2 separate regions of the Mus musculus genome follow, and region 2 is linked to region 1. A link is a contact called in public Hi-C data. All regions are on one chromosome and are shown on one strand. The core of a region is the stretch at or near the end of the contact, and the rest is flanking DNA. Distances in the headings are between cores, read along the strand shown. Region 1 overlaps Plcb4 (phospholipase C, beta 4). Region 2 overlaps Plcb4 (phospholipase C, beta 4).

Region 1 (5,182 bases), core at 1,170-3,669:
AACGAACATCAATGTGATCTGCCACCACAGGATGAGCCGACAGCACTGAACCAATCCTCATGGTCCATGTGGCAACACTAAATGTAGTCTCCTCTTCAGAGGGCTCTACGGTGCCCACATTTGTAGTAGAGAAAGCAACCATATTGAAAAAGCACACATTTCTCCCATGCAAAAGAGGAGTTTTGCTTGGTGCTCTAGGCAAGAGGTCACCCTAAAGAACTGACTTCTGTGGACATTTATTCTGTGGACAGTAATCGCCTGTAGCTACTTCTTAGAAGATTCCTCGTGTTCCAAATTCAAAGAACATCACAGTATTACAATGGAAACCTTTCTTCATCATGAGGCTAATTCTGCTTGTGAGATTTAAATCTCTGAGCAAGTTACTAGTGCTCATGTAAAAAAAATGCCTTTGACAGCAGTGAACATCAGTTTATGTAATCAACCACTATGAAAATAAGACAGAGGTTTTTATGATGATGAATATTTAGATTATATGATTGTTTTGAGAATCATGGCTCTGTCCAGAACCTTCTATTTCACTTTTATTAATGCAGATGGAACATTTCAGCATGGAGATTCCAAGGCATATGCTCATTTCTGTCTCATATTTAAGATGTTGGATTCTCCAACAAAGCAGTTGAAGCACAACACACACCTGAACTTCACAGTGAGTAACACATGTCTTTGTTTACTAATGACTCTTGAATATGACTGTCTTCATTTTCCCAACTCTCCTGAGAGAACTGTATGAATTGGGAAGTTGACTGTTAAGTTGGTTTCATTTTATCTAAGAAGTTTCATGCTGAAAGGAACCATATATATATATATATATATATATATATATATATATATGAAATGTTCCTTCAGAGCAGTTTTCTGTTATCCACTAAAGTGGGCATTTACTTGAGGAGACTGTCCTCAAGCAGACGCTAACCCTTGGTTCATCTAACAGTATCAGGAATGCCACCTAACACATCCCTTCCCTCACTGAAATATCTGGATACACCTGAGATGGTCATCAGGCTTGTGTCCAGCAATAAACACGGCCCAAGTTTGACCCCTGGTACTTTAGAAGGAAAAAGGAAGCTGTACAAACCTGCTGAATTAGTTTGCTAGGGCTGCTCTAACAAAAAAAACACACACAAGGTGCCAAAGAGAGCTTCCTTCCTTTCTCTGGGGTTTAAAGGTCATCTGTCACCTTGTCACTCCGTTTCTAGAGCCTTCTCTTGCCCCTTAGCTCACTGCCCTGCGTTCTTTCTCTTCAAAGCAGCAGCGATGGGGCTTTTTTTTTTCCTCCGACACTCCTTCTCTCTGTCTCTCTTGAAATAATCAGCTAAGGATATTTATGTTTAAAATCTCATAAGGGGCACATCTCTCATACTATTCAGCGCAGCACCATCTCCACATTTTTGACCTTAAGCCAGTGGTTCTTAATCTGTGGGTCATCACTGCTTTAAGGGACCGAATGACCCTTTCACAGGGGTTACCTAAGACCATCGAAAAAATGCAGACATTCACGTTGTGATTCCTAATAGTAGAAAAATTAAAGTTATGAAATAGTAATGAAAATAATGTTGTAGTTTGGGTCACCATACCATGAACTGCATTAAAGAGTTGCCACATTAGGAAGGCTAAGTGTTCCTGTAAAGTCCTTTCTCTTTTAGAATGACATAATGCAAATTCAAGGAATCAGGACGGAGTGCCTTTGGGAGATGACCTCTTCATACCCCTGATACTCACCTCATTAAATGGTCCCATAATCTCTCTGGTGACCAAACCAGAATCCATCCTAGTTACTCCCACCTCTAGCTAGTGATGAAATATACAATGATACTCTGAGCCTTGGGTTTCATGCTCATAGGTGGCAATCTCAAGTCAAATGTGTCTTCAACATTTTCAAGAGCACACTATCCTTTCATTTGGGACATAAAATGTTTTGACAAGATAGCACAATGTTGGTCCTAATTGGATGGACAATTTTGTAAAAACGAGAGGGATACCTTTCAGGTCTCAAACAGGAAAAGGGCAAGTGGACCTTCAGGAAACTTAATTACATACAGAAGTAAAAGAACAGGAGAGTGGAGCCATGAACAGTCTCAGCCCTTCTCTGTTCCTATTACAGTATATTTATTTGACTGTGCCCAAGGGTATGCCTAAAGCCATTTTGAAAGCCTGTAAAATAAAATCAAAATTTCTCCTCTTGTCTCAATGCCTTCCATGCTGTAAAGCTAGCTCACCTCCCACTTCCCTCTCATATCCATTGGTGCCCCCTTCCCCACACCAGCTTGAGATACTCAATTATACATACTGGTTCTAAGTTTGCTTTCAGCGGGGCACATGTGTCAAAAAGACTTCCTTCCTTGAATACACTCTGCCCCTCAGACTGCTGCTATTTTAGACCCAAGAGATGAGTCATTGAAATTTATACCAACACTCTGACCCCGGCTCAGGCTGGTCGCAGAGACTCTGCTTGTCATATGACACCAATCAGCAGCGATTTCTGAAGCAGTCATCACACCTTTAAGATAAAGGCTGTAAAACCAATCACCTAGCCATATGTTTCATTGCCAGGGTCCAGGAACACTGTTGGGCAGAGAGAGCATTTCATGTGGTTGGATTTAGACTGTGTTACTCAGCTTTCCTGTTCCCTACCATTTTTTCCCCTAAACCTTTCCCCGGTTTTCCATTCACACCCCAGAGACAGGATTAGTCACTCTCTTCTACAGCATGCTGCTTTCCCATCTCCCTGAAATGTTTCCTCTTCATCTCAGTGTCACAATGGTATATAAGGAAATCTCCATGGGGGTCATATACCCACTAGATCCATTCTAATTGGCTTCCTTATTTAGTCCCTGGGTTTCTGGCAATGCTCTTTGAACCGTAACGTCATATGACTGCTTTCCCTTGATATTTCAGTTTGAATGTGAAATGTCACCCATAGTCTTGGGGTGGGGAGTGTGAACACTTGTTCCCCAGCTGTGGTTTGGCTTGAGGTAGGATCCACGAGGACGAAGAAGGTCACTAGTATGTACCAAAAGGTTTTTTTAGCCAGGCCCCATCTGCTGTCCTTTCTCTCCTTCTTGACCGTGGATGCAATGTAACCAGGCACTATACCCTCCCTCCCTCCCTGACATGGAGAGCTGTATCCTCTCCACTGTGAGCCAAAATAAACGCTTCCTCCCCTAAGGTGCCTTGGGTCAGGTATGTGATCTTAGCAAGGAGAACAGTAACTAATCCACACAGTGGCCCTCATCTGCCACCCACTGCCCTCCCTACTCATCTCAGAGGTTCTTAAACTTTGCATGCTGTGGAACCGGGGCTTACAGGCTTTTTCAAAATGCATCACGGTCCTATTTTCATTATTGGAGAGAAAAGTATTTTAATAACAATTTCTGCATGTTACAATTTCCATTATTTTCCTTAGAAGTTTACTACTAGATTATCAGTAATGGCTAGTAAGAGACTAAAGTAGATGAATATTAAGGGGAAACTCGAGTGTCATTTGTACTTAATTAAGATATTTATGCATATGCTCATAGATTGGAATTTTATATGATGTGCAAAACAGTACAACTGATTCCTCTTTGCATGATATACTAAACAATGCCCACATCCATCCCTTTCTGTGTATCCTTATACATGCATATAACATAAATATATGCATTGAAAGCATAAACAAATCTATTGTATATTGTCTAAACTCATAATATGTAAAAATGTCCCAGTGGAAATACTCAGAGAATGGAGGAGGAAATGAAAAACAATCCAACTGTTTTGAAGCCCAACTTGGTAGGTTTTCATGCATCTGAATCCAAGACCCAGTCATTCCGATCTTAGATATTTAAACAAGGGAAATAAAAACAGAGTCATGTAGAAAGAAGTACAGAGATGCTCATGAGGACTTTGCCCTCAACAGTCTAAAACTGAAAATGTCTATACGCGCAAACAAACTGGTATATGCATGTGACTATTACTCAGTAATTTTATTTAAAACAAACAAACAAACAAACTACCAAAAGCATAGGAATTGCAAAAAAAAAAAAAATCCAATAATGTCTAAAGCAGAAAGCCAGACAAAAAGAATACAAGATTCTATTTAGCAAAATGAAATCTATAGTAACATCAGCAAATTGATGGTTGGCTAGCTGTGGATTTGGAGTACTGTACAAGAGAGCTCACGCCAGGGCTTGGGAGTAGAAGAAATGCTTAATATTATTGCTGTGGCAATGGTGCCACTGGTGAACACAGGCACTGAGATTTATAAATGGAAAAAGTACACTGAAAACAGATGCATATTATTGCATGTAAATTATCATTCCATCATGCTAATACTTTCATGTGGTCCAGTGAAAATTTTCACAAGATTTGGAGACAATGTTAAGAACGATCTGATAGGATATGAATGCAGGCTTACATGGTACTTGTGAAATTCATTTGAATGATCAGGCAGGGGAAAGGAAAATAATCTCTCATGCAGAACATGATTTATAAGTTTCAGTGTGTTGACCCATCAACACTCACACTGCTGAAATCTAATGGATGTGACATTGCCTACTTGAGATGGGTTTGAAATGGTAGGTTATTCTGAATGGTATCTGTATATATTTTGGCCTTAAACTGAGCTTTAAAAGCTCTGTGAGGAAACTATTCAGCTAAGCAAGGCTACTTTACACAGATGCAAAGTCACGTTACTATTTCTCCGCAAAACAGTAAGACTTTGGGCAGCTTACTGAAATTAAGAAGCTTTGAGAGCATGGTCTGTTGAGACTGAAAGTATTTGGAAAGCAGAGTCTACTGGAAGTAACAGGAGGCTGTGAGAGATAGTTAGTGCATCCAGTGACCAAGAGATGAGACCTGGATGAGGTAGACGCCTGTGTCCACCTACCCTTCACTCCCACACACAAACACACAGCCACAACCCTCATCCCCACTCCCATCTACTTCCCACCCACAGCTCCAACCCCCAACCCTGTCCTGTGCCAATATACCTCCAGGATTTCTGAAGCCTAACTCTGCTTCACCTCCTGAAGAGCTTTTGAAAGCAGAGCTTTTAGGACCCCTCTCCCCAGTTCCTCTGCCCAGCCAGAGTTGGAACAATGTGAGGAAGAGAATCACATCTAATATAATTCTCCTCTTATCTCCTGGATGAAAAACCAACTCCAGTGGGTTGGATGTCTCTCCA
Region 2 (5,182 bases), core at 817-3,316, 90 kb before region 1:
GAGACTCATTTTTAATGCCTTCCTTTTAGAATTTTCTAAATATTATAAAGAAACATTTACTGGGGACTATCTGTAGTGGAATTCTGTTGTAATAAAATTAATATAGTTGTCTACACTTAATGCTGGAGAAGCACAACAGGATTCAGGCATTACACGTGTTTTAATTTCAATTGTTCTCTTTCCAAGACTAAAGGAATGACATCCAATTCGACCATACATGAATAAATCAGGTCTTGTGGGTAATATATCAACTGCCATTTAATGTTTGTGATACTAAAGTTTTCAAAAGAAGGCTTGTAATTAATATATATTTTTGACCAGGAATGCTGCATCTCCTTATAGCCAAATTTGTTTCAAGGGTTGCATTTGAGACTGTCATTTCCTAACTGTCTTAAAACACGGGACCTACCTCAAATATTCTGTTCAGAAGGCATCTCAGCCTTGAGCCTTCAAACTCTATAATTATCTTGGCTATAATTTTCCTTAAGCTTCCAGAATCTAACTCTCACCTTCCATTCTATCCCACAGATCCTAGTTCTGCAGGAAGTGCTGCCCCAGGTCCTGCCCTTCATCTTTTCTTCCTTCCGTGGAGATCAAGTGCCATCACCATTCTTGACCCCCTTTTAGAACTTCAACCCCTTCTATTCAGCTGCTTCTTGAGCCATCTTCACCAGCCTTCTTCTGGGAGGTCAAGTATCCAAACATGCCGGAGCTGAGCTCACTACTAAGAAAAGGCTTTTTGGAAGAATATATACAACTGCTAACATCTTGAAAGAGTACTTACAATTGTTAACATCTACTAACAGCAAGCAATGCCAAGATCCTCATGGATGCTGCTCTGTTTTAGATTAATGTGTTGTTCCTAAGGACATGGGCTAAAGGCTTGGTCCTTGACCCATCAACTTCCGGCTAGTGGTATGGTCTTCAAGAGGCATACCCTGGTGTGAGGTCTTCAAGTTATTGGGGGCATTCTCTTGAAGAGGCCACTGGTACCCAACCTCTTCTTCTTTCCCTCTTTCATTCCAAGTCAATAGTTGAGTGGTTCTCTCCTGTCATCTAATTATATACTAACAAAATCTCAAGGTGACATAGCTGACTGGTCAGGAAACAGCCTACAAAAAATTATGAGCCCAAACCTTTTCTTTTTATTACCTAATTATTTCAGGTGCTTGTTAAAATAACAAAAAGCAAAGGAACTTGGCCTTTTCCTATGATAAACAGGTAAGCTGTGGGTGAACTTCAACTTTAATGAGCTAATGGTGAAGAGGTGGTTGCTTAAATCTTAATCAGTTTTCAGAAGTGCTTGATCAAAGGGTATGACAATCTCAGCCAACCACCAGATGCCATCATTTAAATATTCTGTGACCGTGTGTGCTACAATCTTCAGAAGCCTGTCAACAGAAGAGTGGTCTGATGACAATGGACCATTTATGTCACACAAGGTAAGACTATATGACAGCAGAGTCCAAATGAGCTCTCCCAGTAATGGAGCAAGATCTGAAGCTGAAAACCCGAGGCAATGGAAGAAAGGAGAAGCTTATCACACCACTAGCCTGACTTCTCAGGCCCAGTCAGGGGACTTCTTTAAGAACTTCGAGGAGGGAACAATATGGTCATTTTGTTTTCAGTCAAGAGTAAGAATCACAGATAAAAACCAATGATCTCAGGAGCACATAATTAATTGCATTTATTCATCTATTATTTTGTTTATTTTTACTTTTCAGTGCCAGGGCTGAAACCTATTGTCTTGCATATGGTAAGTACTCTATCATATAGGTTATATGCCTAGCCAGGAATACAGACTATAAATTATCAGGAAACTAAGAATTATTTCACAATGAAGTGAGCAGTTTCATAGAGTAGATACTACAATCCACTTAAGGACGCAGAAGGTCACTTTCCTTCTTACAGGTGACCAAAGGCTTCTCTGCTGGACGAGTGACATGATTTATCTGTTCCTCTGTTGTCCTTCAGAAAATAACACTGGGTTGGTACAAGCCACTATGACACTCCAGGCTCTTTACAAATTCCTGTGAATCAAAGTCTAACCATTCCTTCACCACAGATATGCAGTGAACCATGTCCTGATGTTTATTCTGGAAAGAGTTTTGGTGAGAGCTCAGGGTGAGTAGTTAGCTGCAGAATGGCTGGCTGTTACGGAATGCTGCCCCGTTTTTCCATCTGTAGATAGTCTTGACGTATCTTTTGGGGTTAAATCATTTTGGATTGAAAGGGACCTGAAACATTCAAGCCATGAGGAAGAGCACAGAAGACACTTGACAAACTATGACTATACCTCCTAAGCCTTGTTCTACCCTAAACTAGAAATGATGGGAAATATAGTGAGAAGTTAAAGCTACTAGCTGCAGGCTTTGGACATTTTTAGCCATCTCTGTGCCAATATCTGGAAGACAAAGGAACTCTTGATTTCAGGATTCTAGCCAACATCAATTTTGGGAAGTCACAGCTTGTGTGCCAAATAGTAATCATTTTGTTTTCTAAACTGAATACAATATCCTGAATTAATACTTGTCACAAACCTTCACATGCAGCTGCTTCAGGCCCCTGTGCCCAAAATGTCTTAAAATTAAAAAGCTAAAACAAACTAATGGAGTTTCCTATCTTGTCAACTCATTTCTAAAGCGTGAAGCCTGTCAGAACCAAGACAATAGTCTCTTTAACCACAGTCAAATGAGCTGGCCCACAAGGAAAATACAACTTAAAAAAAAAAAAAAAAAACACTTGCCTTTCCCCCAGCTCAAAAATATGAAAATTAGTGCTGTTTAGCATAAAGGAAAGATAGGTATAACATAAACCACAAAATGCAGATCAATACTGTGTACTGTCACCTCAAGAAAGTCCCCATGTCTCTGGTAGCTTATATCACAAAGTAATTTTGTGAAGGCTTTATGTAAAGGTCACTGTTGCATTTCTATAATATTAAAATCTAAGTTAGCATACAGAGATACCCCAAGAGCCTGAAGTTATTAAGATTTCTGTATGACTCAACTAAGTTTTCTTCAGATATTGCAACCATTTCACATCAGATAAGCGATGAGAGATAAAACTGGGGCTCATAAAAGTCAAGTCAGGAAAACAGCTTCACTGCCTATTAGTTCTAAAAGAATAACTTAAAAAAATACCCTACAACTGTGAGGAGCTTATCAAAACAGTCCATTCCCTTCACAAAGGAATGAGATCAAACATAGCTTAAGGTTTTAGTAGATAGCACAATGAGCTCGTGTTCTTGAGATAAAGTCTTGCACAAGTGCCAAAAATACCTTTGCTTTTCTTCATAACCCTTCCTGTTTCCTGCGACCCTCGTGGGCCAGCTGAATGATGACTTGGGCACAGCTGTGTGTTGTATGTGAGCCCATGAGCCTGGGTTTGCCAACTTAAGTTTTGTAAGTCATGAATTCTAGGATAAATGTAGAGTATGTCCAATATGACTGGGGGATTGAAGCCTGTTGTCTGGCAGTGTGTGAAAGTATTGTCATGTGTTTTTCTTTGTTGGTTTTCTTCTCCCTATATAAAAACATCTTAAGTTCATTTAATTTTTTTGTGTTGTGTGTGTGTTGCTTTTATATGTATGTTCACCGTGTCCCCTGGAACTGGAGTTATGGATGGTTGTGAATATCGTGGGTTCTGGGAACTGAACCTGGGTCCTCTGTAAGAGCTACATGTGCTCTTAACTACTGAGCCGTCTCTACAGCTAGGAAATCGCCATTGATATGCATGCGTTGGAATATTATGATCCTTGATTATAGAAAGGAACTGCCTCAAGTTCACGGAGAACTCGTAATCCAAACATCACCAATAACGACACCATTCTTTAACTTACAAAAAGGAGACCTGGTAAGAGCTTTCTTAAAGCTTACTTTACAGCCAGATATGCAGAGGCTTAGCTTACAGCCAGATATCCAGAAAGAACAACACAGAAGTCTTTTTGGTTAGGTGCCAAAAGGTCTCAGGAGATGTTCTGTTAATAAACAGATCCACTCAGAAGTTGACTCATGCCACACTTCAGGCCCTCTACCTCTGATTATTCTCTGCAGCATCTTGACAGTGCTCTAGAATGTTTTGTCCTTGAAATCATGACTAAATATAACCTTGCTGGTAAGGTTTTCAGCTCTCTTACTCCCATTGCATTTTGTGGGTTTATGTTTTAAAGCAGATGTAATAACTCCAGACACATTCTCAGCCTATTATGAAGACATGTGTTGTAGACATCTCAAGGCTTACATGGCTGCCCACAGAACTGGCACTTCTTGGTACAAGAGGCAAGTCCTAAATTATGCTTAGACAAAATTTGCAGATGCCTCCAGCCTAAAAATAGGGATGATCAGATGCAACTCCAGAAGCCAACAAGCTTTTCCTAATGGCTACCTTCCACACTTAAAACTGCCTTCCCCATATGCCACAGAAACAAAGTGATGAACAATGACCTGACTCTTCAGCACAAGTTTTACAAAGCATTGTTGTAGATTCCTGTCTTCTGAGCAACATGGCTGACATTCTCAACTGTTTGCCTGGGCCAACCCACAAGACATCATCTTGGGTTGACCTGCTTTTGATTTGTTTGTTTTTTTTGTTTGTTTATTTGTTTTTACTAATCTTCCCTCAGAGAAGGAGAGAATCAGGAAGGTGATTGGACCCTCACCTGAGATTTTGGCTACACTCTCCCGTACTTCCCAAACCTGAATGCAATTTTGACTAATTTCACATGGGCTCTGGAAGCTGTGGAAGCCTTACTATGGGCTAAGACACACAAATGGGCATAATTAACTTAAGGAACACCTTCTATGCCATCACCCAGTGAGAGTCATGCGTTTCTGGTGTAGCACCTTTAAGGCCAGTCACCCATGTTCCTATGAGCAATCCTTTATTCATACTCTGTGAGTATGCCTGATAAACTTGTCAGTTCCCCAGAGTTAACACTAACCAATCATACTTTGGATTGTTTGGGGAATATCATAAAGAAGGGGTTAGACAGAAGATAGATATTGTTTACATCTCCCCAGGGAAGAAATTTTCACAATAGGTGTGAAGGTTTGTAAATAGAAACATTCTACAATATATGTATTTCTAGCAAATTTTTTTGTTTTGTTTTGTAGATTGTTTTGTTTTTTGTTTTGTTTTTCTGAGATGTATTTGTTTGTTTGTTTGTTTGTTTGTTTGTTTA

The links. A called contact is a pair of places that touch in the nucleus more often than the background predicts.
Region 2: a contact with region 1 is called in a Hi-C map of the C2C12 cell line, with 1.9 times the contacts expected there. The contact joins two enhancer-like sites. A contact is called at or near these places in 1 of 15 datasets of contacts at CTCF or cohesin (the NIH/3T3 cell line), 8 of 484 Hi-C or Micro-C datasets (the 3T3-L1 cell line, the C2C12 cell line, adipose-derived mesenchymal stem cells and 5 more), 1 of 115 datasets of contacts at active chromatin or transcription factors (bone marrow-derived macrophages) and 1 of 9 other capture datasets (adipose tissue).

The regions. Positions count from the first base shown.
Region 1 is chr2:135,771,103-135,776,284 of GRCm38.p6, reverse strand. All of the region lies in intron 2 of Plcb4 (phospholipase C, beta 4), which reads right to left. Among named protein-coding and RNA genes, the nearest start is that of Gm14210, 39 kb to the left of the region's middle. Within about 2 kb of position 2,419, at least 52 of the 459 cell types and tissues checked have an H3K27ac peak or open chromatin away from gene starts, as enhancers often do. A contact at or near this core is called in the C2C12 cell line, the NIH/3T3 cell line and adipose-derived mesenchymal stem cells, where this site is marked.
Region 2 is chr2:135,860,820-135,866,001 of GRCm38.p6, reverse strand. The region is part of intron 3 of Plcb4 (phospholipase C, beta 4); the gene reads right to left. Among named protein-coding and RNA genes, the nearest start is that of Gm14210, 50 kb to the right of the region's middle. Within about 2 kb of position 2,066, at least 45 of the 459 cell types and tissues checked have an H3K27ac peak or open chromatin away from gene starts, as enhancers often do. A contact at or near this core is called in the C2C12 cell line, the NIH/3T3 cell line and adipose-derived mesenchymal stem cells, where this site is marked.